2 separate regions of the Anser cygnoides genome follow, and region 2 is linked to region 1. The links are chromatin contacts, called in public Hi-C maps. All regions are on one chromosome and are shown on one strand. The core of a region is the stretch at or near the end of the contact, and the rest is flanking DNA. Distances in the headings are between cores, read along the strand shown. Region 1 overlaps CDADC1 (cytidine and dCMP deaminase domain containing 1). Region 2 holds the start of ARL11 (ADP ribosylation factor like GTPase 11).

What was found. Hi-C and Micro-C count contacts between places; a contact is called where the count stands out from the background.
Region 2: a contact with region 1 is called in a Hi-C map of liver, with 1.9 times the contacts expected there. The contact joins the promoter of ARL11 here to the enhancer-like site in region 1. A contact is called at or near these places in 3 of 7 Hi-C or Micro-C datasets (granulosa cells and liver).

Annotation. Positions count from the first base shown.
Region 1 is chr1:183,116,086-183,120,414 of Taihu_goose_T2T_genome, forward strand. CDADC1 (cytidine and dCMP deaminase domain containing 1) reads left to right here. Exons shown (of 9, transcript XM_066988954.1): 9 at 1-706. Among named protein-coding and RNA genes, the nearest start is that of CDADC1, 17 kb to the left of the region's middle. Within about 2 kb of position 2,021, at least 1 of the 3 cell types and tissues checked has open chromatin away from gene starts, as enhancers often do.
Region 2 is chr1:183,261,588-183,265,916 of Taihu_goose_T2T_genome, forward strand. It overlaps ARL11 (ADP ribosylation factor like GTPase 11), which reads left to right and starts at 2,033. Exons shown (of 2, transcript XM_013179525.3): 1 at 2,033-3,499; 2 at 3,612-4,329. The coding sequence starts at 3,619. The coding sequence ends at 4,218.

The DNA of each region.
Region 1 (4,329 bases), core at 771-3,270:
ATATGCATCAAATATCGCACATCACATTAAATAACTACACTGCAGCGAATGCTGCTGGTGGTCTGTACTTCATGAGGAGTTAAGATTTTACCTTTACTTTTTATTGATTTTTTTAAAAAGGTATTTTTGTACAAAGCTTCCTGTGAAACTTGGAATTGCTTTTAGGGCTGAAGGCTCGGAAGACGGACTGTCTGTCATGCCATCTTTCTACAAATTCGTCCAGAAGTTCACAAATTTCTCTGATTATCGGTGTAACACTACTTCTTTACTTCTTGCTGGAATTGCAAAGTAGTGTCTTTATCCTGACCACTAGGAAGAATGTGAATGGGGTTTCTCACAGCCCCCAGACTCCGTAGGCGCTGCCGTGCATGTCATCTGCTTACCCGAGAGGAGCACGGAAAGACTGGGCATCTCCTGCAGTGCTTATTTTGCAAATGAACTCTAGCGTGTTTGTTTCGTACTTAAAAAGAAAACTGTATTTAAAATTACGAAACGTAGAATTTATATATTTTATATATACGTATGAAATTTCGATATGCATTTTGGGTCTCTTCCATCCATGCTGGAGCAGTCATTTCAATCGCAGGTATTAACCACCAGTAGTAATTTGGCTTCTAGACTGAGAATTACAGAGCTTCTCTGTTAATTATTTGCCTTACAGCAAAACATGTTTTCAGCTAATAAATTCAGTAAGTACTGAAGTGTATTTTTAAGTGCTTTGGTTTATTAGAAATGCTACAGAGTGCTTCGAAATACGCACGCCCTTTACTGGCCGGGCGCTGTCCTTGCTCCTGCAGTCGCAGCTGTTTGCGGAGCTGCATCGCCACCCTCTGCTCTGCCTGGAGACTTTGTCTCAGCCTCAGCCTGCCTCCTGCCAGCCCCGGGGAACGGCTGGGGTCCCTTCCCATGGCCCCACAAGCATTAATGGATGTTAATTCCATGCTTGGGAGAGTGAGAGCTGCCTCAGGGAGTCACTTGGCTGGAAGGGATGGAAGTGGGCATAGCTCTGACCATCCAGAAGCACAACAGGTCCCTGCAGCACCTCCTGCCTGAGTCTACTTGATGAGCTCCAAGCCTGGCTCATGCCCCAGGGCCACGCACGGCAGCACTGCCGTAGACACACAGTGAGCGGCTGGTGGGACATGGTCAGCAGGGCTGGCAGTGGCACAGGCTGCCCAGAGCCGTGTTTAATGCGGGGACTGTTCTGAAAACCTCTGTGCTCCTCAACAGATTTCTGTTTTAGCTATTCCGCCTGTGAACCAGGCTTTAAATAGAACGTGTTTGGCTTTAATTTGTTAGATTCAGTAAGCGACATTGCTTAGAGACTAGAAAAGCAAAGAAGGCAGATGGTGTTTGCTGATCTCTAACAGATTCAAATTATCGTCTCGTTAATGAAGACGGTCACAGTGCCACATAGGCAGACCCCAACTCCAGTCTGCAGGGAAAGGTAATTGCGGAGAATTGTTGTCAAACACTTCACTGATCTTCTTTGGGATCCCTCTGTTTCCCCAGACCTGTTTAGCTATCTGCTGAAGTGCCAGTTCTGCGTGCCATACACACGGGCATGGTCAGCACCTAGTCCTAAGTGTTTTTAGGTATCAGGCAGAATGCTCTGCGGGTCTGTTCTCTGGTAGCATCTTCCACTGGAACCAGCCTTCCCCTAACAGCAGGGGCACCTTCACGACTTTATGACTCCAGGCGTGACAAAACACTCCCTAGAAACTCAGAGCACTTGTGTATGCCTCTGGGGCATGTTGGAGACGAACCCTGCAGCAGCAAGGAGTTGCTCCGCCAATTCCCTGCCTGGCTCAGCAAGCCCAGCTCAGCAACACCTCCTAAACCTGCTTCCCTTTCTCTAAGCTGTTGCCGTTTGGCCTTGGCTACTACAAAAAGAGCTCAGGCTCATCTCCGGCAGCAATTCAGCCGCAGGAGGGCGCAGTGCCCGGCGCAGCCAGCAGAGGGCAGCGTCCGCGGGGCCACGGAGCGCGGTGAGCCCGGGGCCCGGAGCCCGGCCAGGGCTGCGGCTCTGCGGGCACCGGCAGCGGCCCTGCCCGGTAGGGGGGCGGGCGGTGCTTTGCCATGCATTGTGCTGCAGACACCCAAAAATAGCCCCGCGGCTCCTGATTCAGGCACCGAAAGGCGAAGGTGTGCTGAGACTCGTAAGTGCCAGAGCACTCGAGGCGGCACAAAAGCCGTAAATGTGATGAACAAAAAAATGAGGCTGGCACGACTGCCGTTTGGGTGAAGGGCGCTGCGTGAGTCGCGGCAGCACAGGCTTAACCATGTTTGGGCTAGGGAGAGACATGCAGAGGGACGTGCTGAGCACAGCTTTTCCCTCGGGTATTTTGTGGCGTGACATTTATCTCCAGCACGCCGACGAGGATCGGTTTGTACCTGAAATTTTCCGCTTCATTTTTGCCAAGGAGCCAGACTCCTCCTCATCGTGGGATGGTGTTCCTCAGGTCACAGGACCACTGAACTCCCACCACTGTTGAAGGGATCACATCTGTCTGTTCCAGCTATAACATAGCCGGTTACTTCTGCAACACGCCACTCACTGCAGCTAGAGAGGCTCATTAACACAAATGAAGCCTTTGTGGTCTGCCTGTGTTTTTCTCTTCCTTTGCCTTCATTGTTCAATTATCTTCCCTTTAGCTCTGGTGAGGTCACCTCACTCCTTTGCCAGTAAATCTTCCCCCAGGGCAGCTAAATTTCTAACTTGGCGAAAAAAATAAAAGGTTGAAGAAGCCTGGAGGAACCATGAAGTATTTCAACAACTTTAGCAAAAGCCAGGCCTTAGGGATGTGTCTCATAAAGGCCAGCATTGATACATTTTCCTCCTTCCCAATGGCCTTTCAGAAAGGCCTGAAAGATGTCTTTAAAATAGTACGCATGCCAGTACATTCAACTGCCGATAGCTTTTCATTCCAAGCATGGGGCAAGGCAGATTTATCAGGAGGAAGCAAAAACCAGCAGAAGCAGAAGCTTCTGGCTGTGTGGCTGGAAGGGGCACTAGCCAGAGCGCTGGGCTTGTTGTTGAACAGGCTGATGTCTCTCCCCCTTGCCTGACATCTCCTGGGAAGTGTGGCTTTCTCGCCTGCCCCTGCTGTCTCCTTCCTTTCCCATTTGACAGGCAGCACGAGCCATTGCGGCCAGCCCACGACACAAACCTGCTCCATCCCATGAGCTAATTGCGGCTCTGCCCTTGACACTCCTTGGGGCGCAAGGCGAGTCCCTCTGTGAATATCATTTTTTCCCCACACCCAGCTTTAAAACAGGGAGGCTCCCACTTGCCCTACGCGCGCAGGGCCGGCAGGCATCTGACCGCCTCCCTGACGCTGTGTTTGCTCCCTGCCCGGGCAGGGCCGTGCCGGGGCGTGCCGCCTGCTGAAACGCTCACCCCGGCTGCGTGTTTGCGCAGGGCTCCGAACAGATGCAACAGGCTTGGCATTGACGAGGGCATTTTTAAAGCCCTTCCAAACCTTTGTCAGGCCAGCTGCGCCACAGAGTGCAGTGCTGTACATTAGCAGAGGTACCCGGCAATTTGAAAATAAAGGGCCTCTGTTCTCAAGAGTTGAGCAAGGCACTTTTGTGGCCCACAAGACATGATCCTGTCGTCTGTGTGCCCTCAGAAGAAATACTCCATTTGTCAGCAGGCTGCTAGCTCTCCCCAGGAGAGCTACGCTGGCCAGTTGGTGTTTTTTTTGTTTCTTTAACGACGAGGAGCTGGGCGATGGTGTGGTGATTAAGCTGGGTCCTGTCATACTGCCTGCAGCCAAAGGGCTTTGCTCGTACCCGTAAGCTTGGTGGTGAGGTGTTCCTTCTGCCCAGCTGCTTGTAAAAACCTCAACGTGCTGGAGGTGCCAGCCCCAGCACACGGCTCAGTGGGTGTTAGCGCTGGGTTAGCACCCCCACCCACCCCCCCCCCGGGTGATCCTTAAGATGGAAGAGGTGATTTTTGTCGTGGCTTTGTAAAGCCACTTGCAACATGTGCTACAGGAAAGGTTTTTGGTGGGTTCCCTGCTTTTCCTGCTGTCACATTCCTGGAAAGAGGAGCCAGCAGGAGGCAGGCCTGTGGCGCAGGACCGCGAGTCAGGAGGGCCGGGCTGGCCGCCCGCCTGTCCCTGAGGCACTCCAGGGGAGCCCGGCCAAGTCACAGCCCCGAGAGGTGCTTGGCTTTCGGCCTGGTCAGAACCATGTGGCCACAAATGCTGCCTCGGCCTGGATGCTCCCTTCATCGCCTCCTGTGTCGCCTGCATGTGCTTGGGGCTGGCTTGAAGGGTGCCGCTGCTGCCCTGCAGTCACCTGCAGGCCAGGCTCAGAGGCCTG
Region 2 (4,329 bases), core at 783-3,282, 150 kb after region 1:
CTGGTGAGAGAGGCCCAGAATGAGGTAGAAACTTCTTCATTTGGGGTTGTGAAGAGGGACAGGGTCAGAGGAGGGGAGCAGGGGCAGCTGGGGATGGTCTGTGAAGGGAGCAGCTCCATCACAGCAGCACTCATGGGCTGGAGCACCACTGGCCAGTGCTGAGCAAGGAAACCCAAATTTTTGAGGATGTGCCAGGCATTGGGGCTGGGAGGGATTTCAGCTGAGGTAAAAGCAACTCTCCCAAATGCTTGATGGGCATGTGAAGGGCAGGTGCTCAATGTCTGCTGTGAATTTTATTGTGTGAATCTTGTCACTGAACTTTTGGAAGTAGGTCAACGACTTTGAGAAGCCGTATGTTGTGAAGAGACATCACTACAGTGCTTTCCTCCAGCCTGTCAAAGCCTGTGGCTGTGTTGCACTGCTCTCAGTGTGCTCTCAGCCAGCTTTTGAGCCTCCAGGACTCTGGCTCGGGAAGAGGCACCTTGGCTTCAGCTGCTGGTTCTTGCAGCTACCCATCAACACTGATTTTCAACATCTCAGGATTGGAGATGAAGGCACAGTCTGCTTTTGATGGGCTGAGATCCACTTGTTGCTCCAAGCAGACGCCATTGGGAGGAGAGGGATTTTCCCCCAACCTTCCCTCAGGTCGGACCTACCCCTCGGCCCTGAAGGAGTGGTGCAGGAGCCCTCTGAAGGACCATGGACACTCATCCTAAGGACCACATCTACTCCTGTTATTCCTGGCTCCACTCCAGGTTGTCTCCCCCTGGTGCTGCCTTCCAAGGAGGTGACCTGGGCTGGACCAAAGCCCCGTCCCAGCTCCTTCCACCTGGTGACACTGCTTGGGGACACTGTGGGGACGCCCCCTGGGAGGGTGGTGAGGCCCCCTCAGTGCCCTGACACTCACATGGATATTGTGACCATCACTTGGGTGAGATTTGTGAGGTCATTAAGAAATTTTTGGGAAAAAAAATGAAGTACCCATATTATCTACATAAACATTTGGTTTATGTACGCCTACATAAACATCGTGGCATGAAGGTTATCTGGACAGCCATGCTAAGAGCATCTTCGTCTGGCCCTGAAACGAGGTGGTCTCCAGAGGGAACCACCAGCTCTCGGCTTGTTCTCCGAAGCCCGTGCCTCATGCTGTACTGCAAGTCCCCTTCTTTGCCCTGTATGCACCCCATGGAGCGTGGTCAAAATGCTTTGGCAGCAAATACAGCGATTCTCCAGTAACAGGAGTATTTAGGGCATGTGGAGGAGGGGGATTCTGTCCCGTCACGCGTTATTGCTCCTTGTGGAGAATATCCAGGAAACAGGGAAATACATGGCTAAGAAGGAGCAAACAAATAAATTGAAATTCTATGAAATTACAAGCGGAATTAGCTACGATTGGCTTTGCTCCTGTGGATTCAGAGACATGAAAAACAAGGCGAGACCGTTTGTTCTGCCCACATAAGATGTAGCTGGAGTAAGGGCTGCCCTCGCCTCTGAAGAGAGTTTCTGAATTATTTAGTGTATAGCCTTTCTGCTCCAGCAACAGAATCACCCAGCGCTCATCTCGTCTGCTTTTACTTTCTTTTCTTCCAGTCTTTCTTACACAAAATTGCAATTGCCCCCATGTATTATTTATTGGAATATTATGCTTTTATAACGTAGCTGTGGCTGGAACAGACTCTGTAAGTATCTTCTGCATCCCGTGTTTGGAACAATTGGCAGGGAGAAAGAAAACAGACTACAGTTCAATACCAGGGGTATGAGAAAATAAAATAAAATATAATAAAATGATAATAATAAAAAAGAATATAGAGTTGCTTCTACTTCTCTATTTGCCCATGAATTAATCTACTCTGTTATTCTGGGTCACAGAAAACTTAAAAGCACTTAAAACTGCACCCTAGTTGCACAGTTGCATTAGTTGCATTCTTTATTCTGCTTTATTTCTTCTTCTTCTTCCTTTTATATATATATATATATATATATATATATATATATACAGAAGAAGCCTATTTCTGTAGTGTGTTAGAGGGTGATGCCCATTGCAACATATTCCAGATAGTTGTTTGTCAGATGATAGGATCTCCACCCTTGATTCCTGTATCTACACTCCAGTTTAAATAAATTAGTTTTATGAATGAACAACTCAAGCCTCAGAGAAGGTCAGCGGCGAAGGCAGGAGGAGCATGGCAGGTTCAAGGGGCAGCCCGCTAGACCCACTGGTGTTTCACAAAATACCCATCACAAAGACCTCACAGCCCAATGTACTATGAGGAGGAAGGGTTTCTCAAAACGGAGAAGCAGCAGATTAAGGATCCAGGCACCAATTTAACTCATTTTAAGGAAAAGGACTCAGACCAGTGGACAACCCTTGGGCTGCAGCACAGCCTGCGGGATGGGCGAGCAGCCCCCGGAGGACGAGGATCACTGCGCTCCCTACCACAGCTCTTGCTTTATTCCCATCAAGCCAGCATCCCGCCCTTCCCTTGGTGTGTAGACCATTTCCAGAAGCGATGGCACATGAACGCACGCTGCCTGATTTATCACGCACGTGGCGGTGCGTTGCTGCCCGGAGATGATCTACGTGACAGCACTGCAGATAAGCGCTGGCTTCTGAGTTAACCTAGATCCTCAGCCAAGTAACACGTTTCGCACGCCCACAGACCTCGTGGTGGCACCTGGTGCCAACCAGCCCCAACGATGGCAGAGACCTGCACGGGACGTGCTTCAGCCTCTGCTCGCAGAAATACCTAGCAAAGGATGGTCTGTAGGACCAGGCGGTCCCTTACACGTCCCCAGCAGCCTCTGGCATGTAAAGTTCAACTGGGGCCGCCTTGTTAAACGTTTTTCCCTTCTTTTAAGGGATTTCCCTCCCCCCTGCCAAGCCACAGAGGGCTGACTTTGCTTCACATATGGAAATTAAAATATAGTATCTCGACGTAATGAGTTTTATAGATTTTTCAGGCTGGTCATCTTTCCACGAGACATTAAAAATCGTGTTTGTGTGCATTTCTTTAAACCCATCATTGCTCTCTGTGCAGCAGGTAGTGAAAGCCGATGCTGGATTGGATTTTTTGCTAGCACAACATTGAAAACCCGTCGGTGCTGCTCGTGTTGAAATCCACACCCTTGAGCTGTGATTCAGCAAATTCCCAGAGCAACCCCGTGCTTGAAACCCGGCTTCCTCCCTGTCTGTCCGGGGGTGGATTTCCCCTCAAGAAGCCAATGAACAAAAGCTCGTTTATTTCTGTCCATGATGAGGAGGAAACGTGTCCCGCCGCCTCCCCACCTCTTCCTGCAACATGCTGCCTCCCGTTTGCGCCAGCTGCTGAAGGCTGTGCGTGGCGATGGAGGCTGGGGGCAGCAGAGCTGGAAGGCAGAAGTCGCCGTTTCGGACCACGCTCTCTGGCTCCGCTCCACACCTCCAAAATAAGAGCTCTGCCTCGTCCTAGCTGCGAAGAGGAGAAAAGCAAGCTGCCTGATCCTTCATTCAGCAAACGTAAGCAAAGCAGAACCGAGTGCTCTGTTATTAACTGATATTATCCAGGAAATACACTTTTTTTTGTCTACGTTCCTTTTTTTATTTTTTTTTCCCCCACTGTTTGAGGCAGGATCTCGATGGGGAAGCTGATCTCCAAAGGCTGGCGCAGAAGAGAAGCACGAGTGGTCATGCTGGGGCTTGACCTCGCCGGCAAATCCACCCTCCTCTACAGGCTGAAGAGCAGCCGGGCTATGGAGACCTGCCCCACGGTGGGCTTCAACGTGGAGTCCCTGCGGACGCCCTGCGGCGTGCCCTTCACCCTCTGGGACGTCGGGGGACAAAGCAGCCTCCGGGCCAGCTGGCCCCACTACCTGGAGGACACCAACATCCTCATCTTCGTGCTGGACAGCACGGACATGGCCCGGCTGCCCGAAGCTTTGGAGGCTCTGGAGGAAGCCCTGGGCCACCCCAGCCTGGCTGGCGTCCCCGTCCTCCTCCTGGCCAACAAGCAGGAGGTGCCCGGGGCGATGGCTCCTGCCGAGCTGGGGCAGCGGCTGCAGCGGGGGCAGCTGATGGGGCACCCGTGGGTGCTGCGGGGCTGCAGTGCCCTCACCGGACAGGGCTTGCAGGAGGCTCTGGGGGTCCTGGGTGAGCTGCTGAGGGGCGCGGGGCAGCGCTCCCCATCCCCAGAACAGCCTCTCCTCGGGCCGGCAGAGAGGAGGCAAGCCCTCGGGTGAGCCTCAGGTGGAGCCAGCACAGAGCTGAAGCTCGGGTGGACCCTGCATGGGGTTTGCCAGCAGGATGCCAGGCTCTGGGCACCCCCTGAAAGAAGCAGACCTGCAGCTGGC